Linked DNA regions of Mus musculus: region 1 is linked to region 2. A link is a contact called in public HiChIP or PLAC-seq data. All regions are on one chromosome and are shown on one strand. Each heading gives the region's core, a stretch centred on a gene start, on an enhancer-like site or on the middle of the called end of the contact. The rest is flanking DNA. Distances are from core to core; before and after follow the strand shown. Region 1 has its middle 49 kb from the start of Gm20149. Region 2 overlaps Ahi1 (Abelson helper integration site 1).

Region 1 (6,098 bases), core at 1,576-4,075, 66 kb before region 2:
CCCCATTGTTTTCTCCTTGCTCTTCCAGACTCTAATTCCTCTCAGCGTTTCCACTTGTCTATAGTTTGTTAGCTTGACCCAGAACACACAGCCTGGGAACTAGAGAGGTCACCAGCGGCTAAGGCGGGAGGAAAGCCTAACGAGCCGAGAGCATGCCAGGTTTGTACCGTATGATTATCCGGTCTTGCTGTAACCTGCTGGCTTTGAAACCACACACCGCACAGAAGGATCGCTCGCTCGGTTCCAACCCCAAAAGATGGGGACAGTTTCCCAGAAAACATGACTCAGTTCTCGGCCCATCTCCACCAACACGGAGCCGATTCCATTTCCCTTCCCACTAAAACTGCTGTTTGCCCTGCTGATGGTAATTGCCAGGCTTGGCAAATAGAAGTTCAGGGCAGCCAGACAAGTTTGAATTTTGTTAGAGATACTGAATTTTTTTTTTTTTGGACAGCCTCTCACTGTAGCTCTAGCGGGCCTGGAATGTGCTCTGTCGACCAGGCTGGCCTCAAACTCACAGAGATCAGCCTACCTTTGGTTCTTTTTCTAGGACCAAAGGCGTTCCCCTCCACTCCCAACCTCATCACAGATTCTTTGCTATAGCAGTGTGACAAATGCTATATGTTCCCAATGCTACATGGGAAATAACCTGAGATTCAGTATGATTGGCAGTCTTATACTTGATATGGGTGGCAGTCCTACTTATCAAGAGAACCCACTCCCTCCAAAGGCCTCTCTATTTGATGTTCCTCATCTGGACTCCAGCCTGAACTCTGCACACCTCCTTCTGGGAGCCACTGCAACTCCAGTCCCCACATATGACTTCATCTCATTTCTGTGTGCACAGGCATCCTTGCCTGTGGAGGTAGAAGCTTGCTCTCTGAGTCACACAACCCACTATGTCCTAGCTCTTTCTCCCTGACATACAAAAGTCCTGCATCTAGTTTTTGTTCTTTAAGACATGATCTCCGCTGGGATCTTGGACCACCACGTCAAGCCTCTTGTACATTTCTTTGAAAAACAAAGCTTGGTTCCCCCTAGTCACCACGGTGAAAAAAACCCAGGACAGTAAAGGTCCCAGGAGAGTCAGACAAGATTCAGGGCAGAGTCCTTCAGTGTCTCCTACAGATCGGAGGATTCAGTAGTTAGCTAACTGTATGAAGTGCCTAGAAGCTACTCCCAGCTCTGTGTTAACCTGTTCAACTCCGAGTAGCAGCTTTTACATTGTGTCTTGTTTCCTTGGAGGCAGTTAATCTGTGGGGCAGCCAGCTTAAAAAGAAATGACCAACTGTCAGGAAGACAACCCATGGAGCGATCATGAAGAACTCCTAGCTGCCCTTTGCTTCTGCTGCTCGCGAGGCCTATTCCTTCTCCACTACCTGCATGGGGACAGTCCTTTGCTTTTAACCTTGAAGGTCTGATCTCTTAGATCCCTTCCATTCCTAGCCATGCACCAGTCAGCACTGGATTTTTCTTCCTGTTTGAAGTGAGGTCCCACCGTTTGCCTTGATAATGGCCGTAATGCTGTAGTGAAACATCCCAAGATGCGCTGGTCTTTGGTGGACTCTCACAGCACAGGCAAGGTTAGAGGTTAAAGGTTGCCACTGGTCCCTGTTCTTTCTCCCCTGCCCATGAGGGCATGCCATTTTGAGTTCTTCAATAAGCTGTCAATTCATCCAGCTCTAGGCCGCTGTCTGGCTCGATGCTTATTGGTTTAACAGTGCCGATGCATAGGATTCTACAGTCAGAGTGGCCTAAGCAACAGCTAAATATTGTTTTCTTGCTGTTCTGGGAACTAGATGTTCAAGGTCAAGGCGTCAGTAGCTCTGTTATGAGACCTCTCTGCTGTCGGGCTGTGTCTTCAAGTTTTTTCCCCCCTCTGTGCATGTGTGTTCCTATTTCCTCTGCATGAAAGACCAGTAGAGCCAAGTGGTGGCACACACCTTTGATCCCAGGATTTGGGAGGCAGAGGCAGTTGGCCTGTTAGTTCGAGGCCAGCCTGGTCTACAGAGTGAATTCCAGGACAGCTGGAGCTACACAGAGAAACCGTGTCTTGCAACAAAACAAAGAATACTAGAGATGTGGATTCACACCCACTCTGATAGCCTAACTTTAAATTTCCACCTTGTTGGACCTATCTTAAACATAGGGCTTCACCAAATGAATCTCAGGGAGTCCCCAGTCAGCCTGTAACAATCACAGCATGTCTGAACTCATATTTAGTGACAGCATATGCAGACAATAATAACTGGTAAGGCGCATGCCTGGGATTTGTATACTTATTTTTCGGTTGACGATTGTGTGGTGAGAAGTACTATGGCCAGATATAAGATTTGTACCCACAGAGGCAATGGCGTATGGCGAGTGCACAAGTCACCAGAAGCCACAGAGCCTAAGTGTCCTGTCTGAGGGCAGCCCTGATGTTCTCCAGGCTCTGCCCTCTGGACTCCCTTTCAGCACAACCACCATTTCTTTCAAGGCACAAGTCACCCCTTGCCTTTCTTTGTCTTGCTTCCTTTCTCTCCTCTAAGCAGAGAATTTAAAAAGAGCACCCACCAAAGATCTGCTCCTGGGGAGACCATGGGAGACTCAATAGCTTAACCACTCTTTTTCTGAGCTCTGCTCTATCAGTCGTTCAGGAAAGGGAAGAAGAAGAAAAAAAAGAAAGAAAGAAAGCCAAATACTTTGATCCCTGGGGAGGTGAAGCGGAAGTTGATCTTCACCATTAAGGTTTTTTATAGATAGCAAAGTCCATGCTCCCACCTGCACCCAAAGCACACAGGCAGCTGGCAGAACAAAGCGCCAGGGGAAAGGAGCTGACCAGAATCTCTTAAATTGCAGGGGTACAGGTGCAGCTTGTTTTTTGTCCCCGGTGCAGGCACCAGTGATTGACAATGTTTTACCCGGCAGACTTAACCCTTTCTTCTCCTCCAGGCTCCATAGTAAAGCCCTGTGCTTCAGAAAGAGTTCCTTCCCACTTGAGGTCTCAGAAAAGACTCCTTCGAGGTGGATCAGAGCAGGGTGTCACGCCAGTGTTAGCCGCCACGAGTGAAGATAACGATGAGGACGAATGTTGAACACGCTGATCAGGCCGCTGTACTTCTTTTTAGTTAAGAGACACCTACGTAAGCTAGAACTGTGGGCCACGACCTGGTGCTTGATGTGCCTGACTCTACTGACCTAGAAATCTGACTCCTCTGCACCGCAGCTGTTCCCCTCACCATCAAACAAGTTACTTTGCAGGCTAAGCCCTAGCAGAGAGGAGCCACAACCGCGAAGCCAGCTTTGGAACATGTCCCAGAGCATGCTGGGATGTCTCAGTGGCTCCGAAGTTTGCTTGTGTCCCCTGCAAGGCTCCAGGTGTACTTTCCTGGGATTGCACTTCAGAGTTGAGTATGGAGACATGGGTACTTGTGAGTCTTCCATATAAGGGCCAAATGTATGTGGAGTCTAGGTGGATAGGTCATCTGCAGAGTACTGTCCTGGGCATCCTGAAGGGATGCTTGAGGTAGTCAGAGTGGGATCAAGCAGAGGGGTAAAATAAGGGCAAGCTCAGTGTTAGACAAACTCATAAGCCAAAGCTGTGAACTCTCCAACGCCTTAAAAGTTAAACACTGGAAAAGGTCCAAATGCATAGGTGGAATTGCTTCCTAAACATTGAGCCTTCTACTAAGAGAAGTGGGATGGACTGTGGATACATGCTGATACTAGAGAAAGGCCCCAGAGCTGGGCAGGGCACGCGATAACCCCAGACCTTCTGGGCTTTGAGCTCAGGAAAGTGGCTTGTTAGTGAGCTGTTAGGATTACAGATGTTTTCACGGCTGGGTAGGTACATTATAAAACGTCCCTTAGCACAAAATGAACACTCTTGGTTTTAACTCCGGGACGCTCTCACAGCCACACAGAGCATGACCTCTACCCGTTCCCTGTTGCAGCCATGCGGTGAGAATCTGACTTCTGACACGTCTTTTGAGGGTCTTGATCAACTTGCAGCGATCACGTTTGCCCAGCGAGCTACCCTTCTGTGTCCTTGGTCTTAATTTAGCCTTTGAAAAGAGCCTATATTGAGCCAGGTGGGAGATACTTGTCTGGATGATCTATAGACTAAAACAATTAAGGGAAACTTGTGGCTATCTACGCCATTCCGTAAGTCAAACCTTTAGAAACGAGACCTAATGCGGTTCTGTGGGCCCAAAGCTGCTGAGTGAAAAACACAACTTTGAATTTTCATTAATCATTTTGATCTTAGACATAGATAAGAGCTGCTAGTGATTGTTCGTGAAAATCAAATACCGAGACTGGGCGGTGCCGTGGGACAATCTAATGAGGCAAGGCCCCACAAGGATACAGGCTCAATAGGCTCTTAAGCAGCCTGTGGGGAGAGATGCCTCTCAGAGACACCCCGGCCCTGGTGGGTGAGCACACCTCCTGGAGTATATCCCCTAGACTAGGCTTCTGCTTCAAAAGATGTCACCATTGTAATATGGAAGCTTTGGCTTTGACAGCGCAGAGGCACACACACACACACACACACACACACACACACACTCACACTCTCGGCTATTCCAAGAAGGAGAGAGAGACTAAATCCCCACCCTCATACTGAGAGATCTACACACCAGGGTGATAGCAATTCTCTAGACTTTGGATATTCTTGACCTTGGGAAAACTTTTTTTTTTTTGAGTTTGTAAAGGTAATTACCATTATTTACAGTACTGAAGGCAAAGCCCCACCCTGGGCTTCAGGCCAGGGGAATCTCAAAGTAAGAAGAGGGTGGTGGGGTGAGCCAAGTCCAAGACAAAAGCACAATTATGCTTCCCTAAAGCTTACTCTGTTGGGGGTGGTTAGAGGAACACCCACACCAGGGGAGGTGTGTGCAGGGAGGGGCGACCTTTGAAGTTCTGCATAAATCTTGAATGGGGTCCCTCTACACTGGGAATAAGGTATTCCATGCTCTCCACCCTGGCTCTCTAACTGGGCTGAGCCATAAGGAAATGGACTTCTTACTTGATTTGCCAGTTGTTGAAAACCGAGCTTCAAATCAAAGAATTTTGGAAGAATTAAGACAATGGGAAGTGTTCAGGAGCTTGGTACGAAGGTTTCTTAATTTCTCCACAGAAAGGAAGGCCAAGTGAGACCCCACCTCCCCTTTTACTTTTTAATGTCTGCTTCACTTTTGAACTTATTTTTCTTTTTTGGTTCGGGTCAGAGAGATCTGGGGGAAAGAGCTAAGCCATGTTTGTGGCGGGGAGTAACCTTCACCGTCTCCGCACCACAAGCATCTTGTGAGGGCAGTCAGTGACACGGGTACTGGCAGCACCTGGGGTGCAGGGACAGGAGCTCCTTACCGAGAGCCCAAGTGTGTGGATTCCCCAAGGGCTATCTCCAGAGAGGCTCTTGGGCACTGTCTTATGGTTTCTGTTGCTTCAACAAACATCATGATCAAAAGCCACTTGGCGGGGGGCGGAGGGGGGCATGTTTATTCAGCTTACACGTTCATAGAACTGTTCTTCATCAAAGGAAGTCAGAACTGGAACAGGGCAGGAACCTGGAGACAGGAACAAACATAGAAGCTGTGGAGGGATGCTGCTTATTGGCTTGCTCCCCCTGGCTTGCTCAGCCTGCTTCTTATAGAACTCAGGACCACCAGCCCAGGGATGGTGCCACCCACATGGGCTGGGTTCTCCCCTCATTGATCATTAATTGAGAAAATGCCTTACAGCTGGGTCTCATGGAGGCATTTCTTCAACTGAGGGTACATCCCCTCTGATGACTCTACCTTGTGTCAAGTTGACACATAAAACCAGGCAGTACAGGTGCTGTGTTTGGAAGAACTGCCATAGAAGGTGAGGTTCGTTCCTTTAGTCCTGGAGTGAAATACTCAGAAGAGAGGACATAGGAATCTGAGAATGTGGCAGCACCGTGAAGAGGGCTAACATTTTGGGGTGGTCATCACCTCCTCTGGTTGCTTCACTCCCCAGATGCACACCAAGGGCTGGTCAGTTTTCAGCTGTCTGCTGCAGAAGGAGATGGGAATCATAGCTGTTGGGCTAAAACAGCCCTGCTCCTACCTGAACCCCAGGTGCCCATGGAGGCT
Region 2 (6,882 bases), core at 1,855-4,354:
TTACTCTGAAGCACAGTCAGTTTTAAAGACTACCCTAGTCCTTCTCCCTGTACAGGTGCAGCAGAGCTGTCTGGGGATCAGATCTGGGCTACAGAACTGTTAGCAGCTATGTTTTTAAAAGGAGAACAGCAACTGGAGGCACCCAGGATTTGTGAGACATTGGCTTTGTAAAAGGTCAGCAACAGAATGCAGACTCTCGTGTCCCACCTACTGTTTAGAAACCCCTCGGACAGACAATAGTTCTCTGGAATGTACACACCACCCAGATTTCTAAACAGCACCATGAAGCAGCTAGGATCATTTAGGAAACGTCATATAATAACCAGCTCTCTTCTCTTCCTGTCCCCACAATGTTCCATGCCAGCTCCTGTTAAGCTCCCTGCTGTTGCACGACCATGACTTCTGTGCCTGCTGGATTCTTCTAGGCTGGGAGAGTCTGGGGGCAGACCGTCATGGTCACTTGGCCATGAGTTGGGCTGAGCCTCTCCATAGAACAGCCCCCTCCATTAGCACAGCCTAGGTATTTGCCTGGACTAATTTTTAGATCTAAGAAAAGTAATTATTTTCTAAACCAAGGAACAGTTTTCATTAGAGTATTTCTGCCAAAAATATAGTGCTTTTGAAACTACTTTCAAAAAAGGTAAGAACTGTTCAAAAGTCATTCTTAGGTTTCCTTCTTATGACAGTGTTTTCAGAGAGAAAGAAGTGCATTGCAATGAGCACATAGCCCACTCGCTGGACACTCCTAACACAGAGCCTCTGACATGACTGTAAAATGCTGACAGTCACCTCATGCACTCCCTTGTCAGTTTCTGAATGTGTCATCACCCTGGCTCTGAGATGGGCAGGCAAGGTGCTGACTAAGAACAACATAAAGAGTGATTCTTTACATTTCATTCAGTTTTCATTCAAGGAAAAAGCTTCCTGAAAATGCACCAAAATTCTGGAAAATACAACTCTACACTTTCTTGATCTTGAGGTCTCTCCTTCCCAGAAGGCCAGACTCCTAAATCTCATCTCCATTTTTAGCTGACGACTTTCAATAAGTGATGGATATTCATTTTCAGAAAACACTACCAGTAACTTTTATGATATCATAGACACTCACTACTCACCCCAAACTGACTAAACCACAAAATGCAAAAGCTCTTAAGTTCTCTCAGGGAAGCCCTGGGACTATTCCAGTACAGATACTCTCTTCAGCCTGAGGAGAGTAAATGAGAAAATGTAGGCAGCTCTCTTCCTCCCAAAGCTCGTAGTAGATACAACTTTTTTTTTTAAGATTTATTTATTTATTATATGTAAGTACACTGTAGCTGTCTTCAGACACTCCAGAAGAGATTCAGTTATCATTATAGATGGTTGTGAGCCACCATGTGGTTGCTGGGATTTGAACTCAGGGCCTTTGGAAGAGCAGTCTTAACCACTGAGCCATCTCTCCAGCCGGTAGATACAACTTAAGATGCTTAAAACCAGGCTTTATCCTGTAATAGATCTAATGAAGAATTACCCTGAGTCACAGGAATTTATAAAGGAAAGAGGAATTATTATTTATGAAAACACTACCAGTAACTTTTATGATATCATAGACACTCACTACTTTAGTTACAGATGCACCCACTCTAAGTCAGGTAGCAAATAAAATACTTAAAAAAAAAACCTTCCCATTTGTAGAATCAGAATGGTTGCTACAAACACTGGTGGGAAATGCTAGCAGTGCCGGCTGCACAAGGCTGGGAGGGGGGAGGGGAGGGGAGGCTCTCACCGCAAAGCATCATGGGAGCTGCGAGCAGTGAACGAGTGGCCTGAGGACAAGGCTGTACTCATTTTCTTTAAAAAAACACGCAGTAAGTTTATTATCAGAAAAGAAAGTAAAGAACAACTTGTCCTAAATTTGAGTACTTTGAAATGAATTCTAATATTAATTTATATGCCTTATTATGTGAAAATATGCGAAGTTGTCAACTTCATTTGAAAACTATAAAGATGGTAAAATGCAATCAATGGTTGAAGAAAGCCTATTAAGACAGTGAAAGTCTTGTTCTCATGTCAACATGACTCAGCCATTTTACCAGAGCCTCCTCTCCTTGCTCCTCTCACCCCGCCTTGAGTGAACCAAAGTCCCCTCTCTTCCTCCCTGGAGGCACAGTGCTAACTCACAGGCACGGAGCACTTTGGCCTGATTGATTATTCAGTCCTCCGCTTCAGCTGATGGAACGGAAGAGGTTTTGCCGCCTAACAGTTTTAGTCAGTACACCTACAAAGCTCTCTTTTGAAATAATACCCATGGATCATTTGAGGAAGAATTCAGACGAGATTCCTGAAGTGTGCGTCATTGAACACAGGGCTTTGTTTCCCTTTCTAAAATGTAGTGGAAAATTAGAGAACTTTACATATTTTTATTTGAAAAGTAAATATTACTTTTCATCTCTAATATAAAAAAGACCACTCAAGGCCATAGCTTATGTACAGACTAAATTCTCTCTGCTAACTGCTACTAGACTCTCATGCTCTGACCTAACTGATAGAAGTAGGAGATAAACACAATTTCTGTGAAAGTTGCTGGCCAAGCTAGCCTCAAACTCCCTCCTGATCTTTAGCTCCGGATCCTCCTGCCTCTGCCTCCGGAGTGTAGAATTTACAAACGCTTTCTTTTAGTAATAGTGTCAGAGTCATGTTGATAAAAGATCCTAAACTCTTAACTAAGGAAGTTTGTAATTAAGAGCATTACTCACATCCAATTAAAGCAACAATCCTTTACCAAATGATTTTCTTGGGATCAGATATAGACTTGAGTAGAAGTAGACAGAAGAGAACTGAAGTCTATACAGTACCCACAGGCCATGCACAGTGTTAAAATTAAGGTTTGAGTTCCTAAGTCACACGAGTGATATTTCATGTACTCAACATTCACATGAGGCTCAGGGGCTACAATAATGGACTGCGCACAACTGGAGCTCAGGAAAGATGACTAGGATAAGTCTAAGACATCAGACAGTCACTGCTACCTGAGTACCAAAGATGCTGGCATATGCAGGGGAAGAAAGAGCAGAGCTGTGGGGGAACAGTCTATTTAAGCCTGTCAGGGACCAGGAAGCATCTAGCATAAGGAAAGAAAGAGGACTGACTCGCAAGATAAGAAAAAACCCAACAGAGTGTGGTGTCCAGGAAACCACGCATTAGGAAGTAACCAGATGTATTCAAAGCTGGTGATCGGTCAAGGAAGATAAGGAGAAGAACTGGCCACTGGCATTAGCAGCTGCGAGGGCCACTGGTAAGCTTGAAAAGAATATATTAGAAATGTTAAACTTTCATACAATGGAAAATGTCTAGGAACATGTAGGGACAGACTTTCCTTTGGAGTGTGTGAGGTCGTTCATGTGGATGTCATCTTTGCTATGATAAAAGCTATGAACCTGTAACCAGCACATCTGGTCGAAGTCAAACTGAAAGAACCCTGGGATAAATAAAGATTCGAAGGTTAGAAAAAAAGCCAAGTAGGCTGAAAGCCCTAAATAACAGGGGTTTGCCCAGCACTTCTCCTGGGGGCAGCCAGGAGAAGCAGAAGCAGTCTCCAAAAGTAACACTGGAAGAGCGAAGGCTGCTAGCGTGCAGCCCCAGCCAGCTGTTCTCACTTTGGCAAGTGTCCTGACATAGTTTTCTTGTTTATCCTAAATATAAACTGCACATTGTTTGTCCTAGCCACAAATGTAAAGTTTTAATAAGTATGCGTGGGCAAATGAATGAGTGAGATTACAGCTGTCCACACATTAGAATAGGTAAGTCATACAACTAGTCCTTCATCTTTAGAAATTTACAACAAATAAAGAAAAGCCATTGGCATGAAGAAAAACACAGAAGCGAATAAAAGCAACCGAAGACAGGAAACCTCCGAACAGAAACTCTGGAAGTCTTAGCAGGATGCAATGCACCCACCCACGGCACAGAACGATGAGAAGTTATCAGAGAGAACCGGGCAACCCATCAGCTGTGAGGCAGAACACAGAACCAGAGAGCTCTGCGGAAGGTTAACAACAGAAAGGCTGGCGGTGTCAAAGGTGAATCTAAAGCCTTCCCAGGAAGACTGGCAGTGAGTCACAGAAGCTCTGAGGACCCCACACCCACTCACAGCAACGTTGTCATGGCAATCAGTGTCCCACTACACAACTGTGAGACAGAACATCTCCTGTCAGATTGGTTGTTATATTTACTTCTGTCACATATGTAGTAGCTCTGTTATACCTGCCCTAGCCTTCCAATTTTACATTTGAACTTCCCATTCAAGATGTTATAGTCTGATAGTTCCACAAATCTCCAGAGTATAAACAGGACAAATCAAGAACTGATTAACACACCAACTAGAAGGCTTTACACATGGTAGGTATCAGAATATCATCAAGTGTGAATTCACTACTCCTCACATAGCCTACTGTTTTGGAACCCTCACCAGAGATGAGCATGGTTTCTAACTCTGTGTGTCACCAGTGTCCTCAGCGAGAGCACTGTGGACAATTCAGGTAGGTTAGCTATTTGGAGTGGCAGGGATGCTGTCATGCTTTGCGGAATGTTTCATAGTGTCCTGCACGTCTATCCCTGATGCTGATATAGCATCCCCCAAATCTCCAGGTATCTTTAAATGTCCTGGGGCAAGATAATTCACCTCCAGCTGGGAGTCACTAGTATTTAGTTTTCTAGTCTTTTTTCTCTGTCTTGGCAGAGAATTTCAAGCAGAATTCTAAGATGATATGTGATAAAAATAAATATTGCAATTATGTATACTTATAAAAAATTGAATTCACACTTTGGTTATGTAGGGTTACAAAGTTTTCATATTCATTAGTCATCAGATCTTATTTAAAGTTTTCCTACAGCTTAAAGTTTTCAGTTATATGCTTTTATTTTTCACTGGTTGTATACCACTGGGCAAATGCTGCAATATACTTTGAAGGTTTTTGAAGAGAAGAAACACTACCATACAAAGAAGTGGCTAAGAGATAAGAATTTAGAGTAAATTTCCTACTTTGAACAGATGGGGGGAGGTTTAAAGTTGTAAGGCTGAAACCATATGTACCTTAAAATATTGAATAAAATGACTTTTCTTAGAACATAATCGGCTAGGAAACAATGGGCAGACCCACCACTCATTTGAATCTGCTGATTAGATAAGAAAGGTTTGCATTCATGATCTATCCTCTGGAAACACTGGGATGAATTTAATAATCATGGGGATTACCATGCATAGGTTGGAAAAATGTTATTAAAAACTAAGAAATGACATATACAATATATTACAAATTATCAGCAGAGTTAAAATAATTAATGAATTATAATACCATTATTAAAATTAATTACTATAATAAATGGAGGCTAAATCTGAATACTTAACTAGTAGATTAACATCAATCGCTGGTTACTTACTTAAATGTTCTCCTGGGAAGTGAAACAGTAACTCACACTCTTAATGTACAACAGCTCAAACTCAAGTTTTAGAGATTCCAAATACAAAGGAAAACCTAACAAGTGAAGTCTCAGGATTTGGGGAAGGAAATACAAACTATGACCCATTGAAGGACAATCCAAGCAACAAATATCCAAGCATGACCAGAGAACTCCGAGTACGAAATCCGTCATTCTCAGTTCTCTCGTGCTGACTGCTGATCAGAAACAGGAAAAGAACGGTGTGGACAGCAGCTTCGGAAGGGATTCTTCATCTCTGCTGGACTTGAGAGATGACAGAATCTAATCTAATTAAATTCATTTAATTAGATGAGATGGCATGACCAGCTGTCTAACACATGCATTTATTCATCCTGACCTCATTTTTATAACTTAAAAAATACTGCTAATTATTTATGAGCTACTATTGTTGTATTAATGCTAAAAAATTAAAACAGTACTCCCTACATTTTATCAATCATTTTATAATTGATTTCACCTTGCATGCTACCATAACAGATCTCTAGAATCATCATTGAGCAGCAAGAAAACCAGGCTTGCTAGCCTCTACTAACTGTATGAACGTCTTCACAGGCTGTCCCTGCTCCTCAAATTTAAAGCTCTTCTCTTTTAGTATGCACTAACTTAAAAAAAAAAAAAAACACCTCAGTTCAAAAATCACTGAATATTTAAATATTTCTTGTCTTTTTCTATCAACAACAAAACCTGCTGATTCTCTGAGGGTAAGCTCCAAAATCTAATTATTTTAATAATTAAAGGAGACTCAAACCCAGGGCCCCAAGCACGCCAACCGCACCAGACACGCACGGTCAGCTACCAAGTCACCCCAGATTTTTAGTTTTTTTTTTTTAATAATTGCAACATTTATTATTATTTATCCTTTTATTGATTGTGTGTGAATTTCTCATCATGCACCCAACCCCACTCATCTCTCTGTCCACTGATATCTGCTCTCCACCCTTGCAACTCGCCCCCCAAAACCAAAACTAAAACCAAAGAAACTGCACTATCCGACAGTACATCCTTTTGTCCTCATATCTTTCCTTGCAAATGTTTATTGCAGTGAGTCACTGGTCTGGTTCGAGGCCTCTGGCTTCTGCTACACTATCAATACTGGATCCCTACCAGCCTCCTCTCTGATATCTTGTTGCTCTGAGTCATGGAGATCCTGCGGCTTTGGAGGTGCAGGACCAGTTTCTTCACGCAGTGCATAGATGGGGTAGATAATGGCATGGGGCCAACTCAAAGCCCTGGATCTGGGCTTGGGTGGTATCGAGGCTGGTCAGCTCACCAGTTCTTCCACACCCACACAACCAGAGCCAGCTCTCCAGCACTGCCTGGACTATCACCCAATGCCAAAGCCAACAATGGGCAGGCAGGGCCAGCTCTCCTGCCAAAGCCAACAATGGGTAGGCAGGGCCAGCT

What was found. HiChIP or PLAC-seq counts read pairs in DNA pulled down with a chosen protein or histone mark.
Region 1: a contact with region 2 is called in an H3K4me3 HiChIP or PLAC-seq map of the SCID.adh cell line, with 17 read pairs. The contact joins two enhancer-like sites. A contact is called at or near these places in 3 of 484 Hi-C or Micro-C datasets (the N1E-115 cell line, cardiomyocytes and nephron progenitors) and 5 of 115 datasets of contacts at active chromatin or transcription factors (CD8 T cells, the SCID.adh cell line and embryonic stem cells).

What each region holds. Positions count from the first base shown.
Region 1 is chr10:21,089,833-21,095,930 of GRCm38.p6, reverse strand. No RefSeq gene overlaps it. Among named protein-coding and RNA genes, the nearest start is that of Gm20149, 49 kb to the right of the region's middle. Within about 2 kb of position 2,825, at least 47 of the 459 cell types and tissues checked have an H3K27ac peak or open chromatin away from gene starts, as enhancers often do. A contact at or near this core is called in the SCID.adh cell line, where this site is marked.
Region 2 is chr10:21,023,248-21,030,129 of GRCm38.p6, reverse strand. The region is part of intron 18 of Ahi1 (Abelson helper integration site 1); the gene reads right to left. Among named protein-coding and RNA genes, the nearest start is that of Gm20149, 17 kb to the left of the region's middle. Within about 2 kb of position 3,104, at least 51 of the 459 cell types and tissues checked have an H3K27ac peak or open chromatin away from gene starts, as enhancers often do. A contact at or near this core is called in the SCID.adh cell line, where this site is marked.